2 separate regions of the Mus musculus genome follow, and region 1 is linked to region 2. Evidence: chromatin contacts called from public HiChIP or PLAC-seq data. All regions are on one chromosome and are shown on one strand. Each heading gives the region's core, a stretch centred on a gene start, on an enhancer-like site or on the middle of the called end of the contact. The rest is flanking DNA. Distances are from core to core; before and after follow the strand shown.

Region 1 (3,778 bases), core at 725-3,224, 760 kb before region 2:
TTAGTGGAGTGAATCAAAATTTACCTTTTATCTACGAATGCTTTTCTATTGCACCTGACACCTGCATGTGCGCATGCACACACACACATCCTGCCCCCAGCTTGAGGCTTAGTAACCACAGAAGATGCTGTACAGCCAGTGGGTAGGAATTTACATACTCTGCAGGGGTTATGCAGATAATAGCCATGCAGGGGTTTCGTTTTATGCTCAACACATCTGAGAAACAGCAATCCAGACTTACTTTACCCTTGTTGATAACTATGTAGAATTCCATTGTATCAATTATTACATTTTTTTAGTGAAATTCCTATTGGTATCTGGTAGCAGTTTCTATGGTCTAGAAGGGAGGGAAATGGTGGCACAGGAATTGACACATTATCTCAGTGAAAGAAGGGAAGGAGGGGAAGAGTGGTTGCCTATTTTTATGGGGTGGTTTTTAACACGCTCACTTTCTACTTCCGGTACCTGATTCTGCTCATGCCGGGCCCCAGGCAGGCCTCTTCCCTGCTCTGAACCTCATGGTCTGTCCCACTAGGAGACTGGCCAATGGGATCTTCAGAATTTCTTCTGTTCCCTGGCTACTGTGCCAGGAGTGGACTTCTGAATGGTACCACCTGCAACCATTTATTTTCATCCCTGATGATGGCACTCCTGAGGGAGCAGGAGGATGGTTGCTTCCGAAACTCTGACAGTGTCATGGCATGACTATACTTCTCTGCTCTTCTCGGCTGGGCAGAGAGAACTCAAGGCCACCTGCCTCCCCAACTCTGTTGCCCCTTGTAGAGGCAAAGAGAAAGGGAGCATGCGTAGCCAGGGAGTAGTCACTAAGGATGATGGAGAACAGAGCCCTTTAGGATTCTTGGACAAGTTTGAACACAGTGTGTTTCAGGGGGTGGGGGGTGGCTAGACTGAAAAACAGTGCATGGAGCTACCCTTGGATAGGACTGGGCAGACAGAGGACAGTCCCGGAGCATCTGTGCTGGGCACTAAAGGATGCTGCCTGAGAAACGCAAACCTACAGAGGGAGGGCTCAGGAACAATGAGAACCACAGAGGCCCAGCTTCCTGGTCCTTAGTACTTGAGGAGTATCAGCAGATGGATTCGGGCCTCTACTCTGATGTTTCTAACCTTCTTGGTCAAGACCTTAGTAGTGCTACTCTTTATAAGGTTCCCAGATGATTCAAACACACAGCCAGGGCATTATAGTGGTCTCTGTATCAACCCTGTCATTTTCTTAATAATAACTGCTAACATATAACAGCAATTCTGAGTGTCACATTTTATTCAGAACGTCTGGTTATACTGTCTTCTGTTCCCCACAGTGGCACTTGAGGTAGGCTCCGAGGAAGCTGAGAAGGGTTATGTGACTTTCTCAAGTACTAGGGCTGGAACCCATGCCCCCACCCCCAGCAGGGAGACATTGCTGCTGCTCTTCTCCCATCTTTGATTCCTCTAAGAAATCACCTCCCAGAAAGCTCACCAAGGCCCAGGCAAAGTCCAGTCTCCCTGGCTCAAGTTTGAGCTCCTTGCCATCCGTTGCCTCTCTAGGGTGGGCAGGATCCAAGGAGACCTACTGGGTTTCCTCTGGGTCCCCAGCAGGCTAGCTGTGCCTTCAGGAAACTATCCCATGTTGCCTGGGTGGGGTTGCTATGGACCTGGTCCCCAAGGAGCCCGTGGAGCAGCTGCAGTAGCCTCAACCCCAGAGGAAGCTGTTGATCTGCTCAGAGACTAATGACAGCAGCAGTGTGGGGGAGCCTTTGAAGTCGTGGGTTGCCTTGGGGATCCCCTCTAACCTCTACTATTCCAGTCTAGCAACTGGGAGTATCAAGGAGGGATTTCTTCCAGTCAGAACATCCTTTTGAGAGCCTGTGGTGGAGCTGCGATCAGAGAAAAACAAAGCCACACATAGGACTGTGCTTTCCGCTCTCTTGGTGAACCTTTCCCTTGAGAACTTCCTGAGTGAGACAGGACCCCGGGCTTTCTATGACGAGTATGCCCTTTAGAGGGTACCTATTGTAAACACCGTGGCTTCAGTACCTCCCTCCACCACACAGGGCATCCTAGTTCAGGCTTACTTCTTGCCTGTAATATGCCAGACATTGTTCTAACTGTTCTATGGTCATCTCGTCTAATATTCATATCCAGTGGGCTGTTAGCATGATGATCCCCTCTGTCAAATGCCACCTAGGACAGTGGTTCTCAGCCTTCCTAAGGCTGTGACCCTTTAATTCATGTTGTGTATGACACCGTTCATGTTGGAGTGTCCTCCCAACCATAAAATTAGTTTTGTTGCTACTTCATAACTGTAATGTTGCTGCTGTTATGAACTGCAATGCAAATATCTGTGTTTTCCGATGGTCTTAGGTGACCAAGGGTTGCTCAACTCCCAAAGGGGTCATGACCCACAGGTTGAGAACTGCTGGCCTTGGGAGTAAATCTACCTTGTAGACTGTTGTGGAAGTTAGATGAGTTACATGTGTTACTTATTCAACTGGTACCCTTTACAGAGCATCTTTTCTTATTTTAAAGGGGAAGAGACCAAAGTTAATTTGCCCCATGTGCACATCAGTTACAGATAGCCTAGGATTTGAGCCTGGCATTTGGATTTAACACCAATGCCTCTCATGACCATAGCCACTGTCTCCTCTCACGACCTAAGCCTTCTCCTGGAAATGCATCCACCTCTGGGGACAGGCCAACAATGATGCCCTGCATCCCCACATGGAACTAGAAGCAAAACGTGATATAAGCTCCAAAAGTATATCGTTTGGCAAGAAGCTGGTTAGAGCCAGGGCCTGGGACCCACAAACTTGGGAATACATGTCTCCAGAAACTCAGCCCCTGGCTGTTCACTCAGCCTCAGTGACTGCAGGTATATATGTATATGCATATGTATATGTGTATGATCTATATGCATATGCTCTTGCTATCAGATGGCAGGAGCAGGTCTTGACCCTGTGGTTTTCAAAAGGACACCGAGAAACAGTAAGGCCGGATTCCCTGTGAGAATCTTTGTGCTGATTTGGGTCAGTCGATGTCGGCTGCTCCATGTCCTAATGCAGACCCATCGAGGAGGTGTAGCAGAGTGTGGATGGGACAGCTGAACTAGAGGGATGGAAAGAACCATTCTGAGGCAGCCTCAAAAATGCCCAGAATGAATGAGGCCACAGCGGCAATGAGCTAATGTTCTTTAGAAGGCGTCTCAGATTCCAGCTCTGGAAGACATGCTGTACTCAGCAGATGAACAAAGGGTGACACTGCCCAGCCTAACAGGTCAGCTCCCTGGGGAGTTGTGGAGCCACTGCCTGAGGTGGCCGGCCAAAGGGTTCTGGGTTGGTCTGCTGGCTTCTTACACTCACAGGACCCATAACTTGCTGACCTCGTAATGAGTCTGGGGAAACCCAGAGACTAAGGAGGCTAAGAGCATGCCCAGAGGCTACAGTCAGGCCAAGCAGGGAACTGGACGGGATAAATTCTCAGAGACATTTGGGTATGGCTTGTGGCACCGGGTGCCCCACAAACAAAGCCACCACTGTGTCCAGAAAGGAAAATCTATTGAGAAATCTCATGCACTACTTCTTTACAGGGTGTGGGACAGATCGCCTCTGTTGCTGGGCAAAAACATTCCCACAGCTGTGTAAAAAAAGAAAAGTTAATTCAAGCCTGGGTGGGACCAGCTGAGATGGGGACGCATGAAATAAGAAGGGACAGAACCCTCCTTAGATTGTACTTATGCTTATGCTTTGAACTTCTGCCCACATAATCCACCTTACCAGTG
Region 2 (3,456 bases), core at 819-3,318:
AAAGGTCATTTGAAATGTCAACCGGCTGCGAGCAGTCTGCAAGGTACCAGCTCATACGGGAGGCGACACTGGGCCCTCATGCCATCAGATGCCTGACTGACAGACACATTCATGGAGAAACAAGATTATTTTAATTTTTTAAAGTCATTTTACTGCTTGCACCCCAAACCCTTAAAAAACAAGTGTTTCAATAGACTCCTTTGGCAATGAGGACCCTGGAAATCACCCCTTCCAATTTCCTTTGTCCTAATGAACCTTTTTATCACTCGCATTCCAGAGCCAAGGATCCGGAGGACAACAGGGAAGGCTGAACAGAAGACCCCACATAAATGGCCTGCTTCCTGCTAGTTCACTAGGGCCTGGGCTCTGTGCTGTCTTGGGACTGAGTGGACAGCTTTTGCTGTAAGGAAGTGAGAGTTGAACGTTCCCTGCCCCATTGCTTCTGCAGACCTGGGATCTCATCACCCAGCCTGACCCTCTATCAAGAAGAAGAAGTTGTCTATAAGACACTTGGCTTAAAGTCAATTCATTACTTCAAATCCATGCCTGCCACCCTGTCTCTCAGCCTCATGTTACATATATACCTATGAATATTCATTGGCCAGAAGAAAAAGAGTAAGTAAAGAGAGGAAGGCAGAAAGAGTAAGAAAGAAAGTAAATGGTGATAATGAATGTGGTGGTTTGAATATGCTTGGCCCAAGGAATGAATGGCACTATTAGGAGGTGTGGGCTTGTTAAAGTAGGTGTAGCTTTGTTGGAGGAGTTGTGTCACTGTGAGGGTGGGCAATGAGACCCTCCTCCTAACCACCTGGGAGCCAATCTTCTCTTAGCAGACTTCAGATGAAGATGTAAAACTCTCAGTTCCTCCTGCACCACACCTACTTTGATGCTACCATGTTCCGGCCTTGATGATAATGGACTGACCCTCTGAGCCAGCGCCAATTAAATGTTGTCCTTATAAGAGTTGCCTCGATCATGGTATCTGTTCACAGCAATGAAACCCTAACTAAGACAATGAAAGGCAAAGGGGAAAAAAAAGCATGAGAGGGACATCAATGAAGGAGGAAGAATAAATCAGAACAGAAAAGAGAGAAGAAAGAATCCCAAAACAGTGGGGTATGATACAGCTATAGCAACATGAATTATTTTAGAACCTCCCAGGAAGAGAACAGTGCTTTTCCTCCCAATGTGATGAAGGTCCCTCCATGGTCCAGCTGTCCTCCACTCTTCCCTCAGAACCAGCTTAGCTCTCCTGTGGAGCCTGCACCCATTGTTCCTATTCAGGACATCAGTGTCTACCACCTAATTCAGGGCTGACATGAATCTTTCAAGTCTGTGACAGGCTTTTGTAAAACTCAAACAACACATAGCAAAGCAATTGCTCAACTGATTCCTAAGATGCCACCACCTGGGGTAAGTGCAGGCCAGCTGTTAAACAGCTGTCCTACATCAGCCCTCTGAGCCAGAGGTGGAGTGAGGCTGTAATTCAGCAAGATAAAGAGAAAGCTTAGAGGCCAGGGACTCACAGCAAGAGTTGAAGCCTGCAGAACTACAGCCCAGGCTCTTGGCCTGAGTTTTCTTTGTCTTTGCAGTTTTATTATAAATATACTCATAAAAATAAGTACCACTCTCCTTTTGCAAAAGCACTTTATAATTTAAGCATTTCCCATGCATTGTTTCATTTGATCCCTTTGCATTTAAAATTGTTTTAAAATTAGCTAAATGTCAAATGTATTTATAACCTCCCCCCACTTGACCTACATAGTTTGTACAAACATTGTCTGTTGCTTTCTTATAAATGTAGCACAGGAGGGAAAAAATGCCTTTGCATTTTTCCTCCCCTGTCTCTTGCAAAGCAGCCCTTTCTCTCCTCTGGCCACTTCTCTTGACACTGTAATTACAGGCTTTTTGTAACTTTGTTTTCCTGTCTGTGTCTCGGAGGTGGCAATTCTTTGTTCCTTTTCCACTTCCCTTTGAGAAAACGGTTTGTTTCTTGCACCTGTGGCTTGCCCCTTTTACCTCCTCCAATGTCAGCACAGCCAATTGTCACCAGGTTCTTCAGAACCTAAGGACAATAAGAAGCACAACAATTGTTACCTAGTCAACTCCTCCCTATAGTCCTTGGCCTGCAGCTGCCCTTCCATTGCCCCATATTTTATTGTTGGGAAGTAGCTCTCTTTTTACCTAACTGGGTAACATTGGAGGCTAGTGAACATTGGATCTCTCTTAGCAGATGTTCCCACAACTGTAATGCCAAAGTAGAGTGCAGCTCACTTTATAGGCTTGAAAAGTTAGAGGGGAGGCGTGGGATAGAGTTCAGCTGTCAGAGTACTTTCCTCACATGCATCAATCATCCTCAGCACTACCACATTGACCAGGAATGGTGGTCCTTGCTTGTAACCCCAGCACTCACGAGGCACTAGCGGGAGGATCAGATATTCAGGGTCCTCCATGCTCAGATACAGGGTCAGTTTGAAACTATCCCAAGCTACATGGAACCTTGCCTTGTCAAAAAACAAACAAACAAACAAACAAACAAAACCACATAGCTGCTACTCCAGAGCCTTATATCTGACATGGTGTGAGCACCCATGGGTGTCACCTCCCCGTCTCTCCATTGGCACACTCACCTCATTTGGAATCTTATGAACTCTTGGCTCTGGAATAACAAGCTCTGTGAGTCACCCCAGTCCTTTACCCCCTTGGGCCAGACACTCATCTTTGTCTCATTTAGAACATACAGAAACTGGAATGATAAAAGCCTTCTGCATCCAACAGTCACTGTGCGGTCAGGATCAAATGGAATACAGTTAAAGGTACTCTGTACAGTAGATGGAGATCTACCAAGAGATCTTCTAAGCATCAGGCATTCCTGGGCAAGGCTACACAGTCCTACTTCACTGCAAAAGTTTCTGTACCTTCTTCAAGACATTTTTAAAGCAGTAGAACACACATAAAAAGATACCATCTTAACCATTTTTAGTGTACAGCTTAGTAAGGTTAAGTATCTATATTATTACATTACTATATAACCAGTCAGTAGAAAACTTTTAGCTTGCAAAAAAAACTGAAGAGGGGAACTAAATGTGCTTAACCTGTACAAAACCAACATCTAAGGTACGAGCTGTTTTCCCCCTGAGAGCCCCATCTCCTAAGGCTGAGGGAGTTCATTGAGCTAGCCCATCCAGCAGAGGGCTGTTTTAGAGTTACCCAGTGATAGGCGCATGAGTTTCCTCTGGGCTACATTTTCTCCATAGGAAAACTCTCCCTTCCTGACACCTTTGCTACCGCAGAATTAGCATTTTGGCTTCTAGGGTTGGATACTTTGCCTTTTTCACTCTAAAGAACAGGCCCTTCCAACTCCAGAGTGGTGAGGACGGCTCATGCCTCCAAGTGCAGAAAGGCCTCAGAGAAGCTATGTCCACTTAGAGGAGTCACAGGTTCTTGAACCAGTGG

What was found. HiChIP or PLAC-seq counts read pairs in DNA pulled down with a chosen protein or histone mark.
Region 1: an H3K27ac HiChIP or PLAC-seq map of double positive thymocytes shows a contact between it and region 2, with 2.5 times the contacts expected there. The contact joins two enhancer-like sites. A contact is called at or near these places in 4 of 39 promoter capture datasets (the 3T3-L1 cell line, the C10 cell line, embryonic stem cells and 1 more) and 3 of 115 datasets of contacts at active chromatin or transcription factors (double positive thymocytes, forebrain and large pre-B cells).

The regions. Positions count from the first base shown.
Region 1 is chr17:73,811,372-73,815,149 of GRCm38.p6, reverse strand. All of the region lies in intron 1 of Ehd3 (EH-domain containing 3), which reads right to left. Among named protein-coding and RNA genes, the nearest start is that of Ehd3, 8.4 kb to the right of the region's middle. Within about 2 kb of position 1,974, at least 55 of the 459 cell types and tissues checked have an H3K27ac peak or open chromatin away from gene starts, as enhancers often do. A contact at or near this core is called in double positive thymocytes, where this site is marked.
Region 2 is chr17:73,052,368-73,055,823 of GRCm38.p6, reverse strand. No RefSeq gene overlaps it. Among named protein-coding and RNA genes, the nearest start is that of Gm30476, 17 kb to the right of the region's middle. Within about 2 kb of position 2,068, at least 48 of the 459 cell types and tissues checked have an H3K27ac peak or open chromatin away from gene starts, as enhancers often do. A contact at or near this core is called in double positive thymocytes, where this site is marked.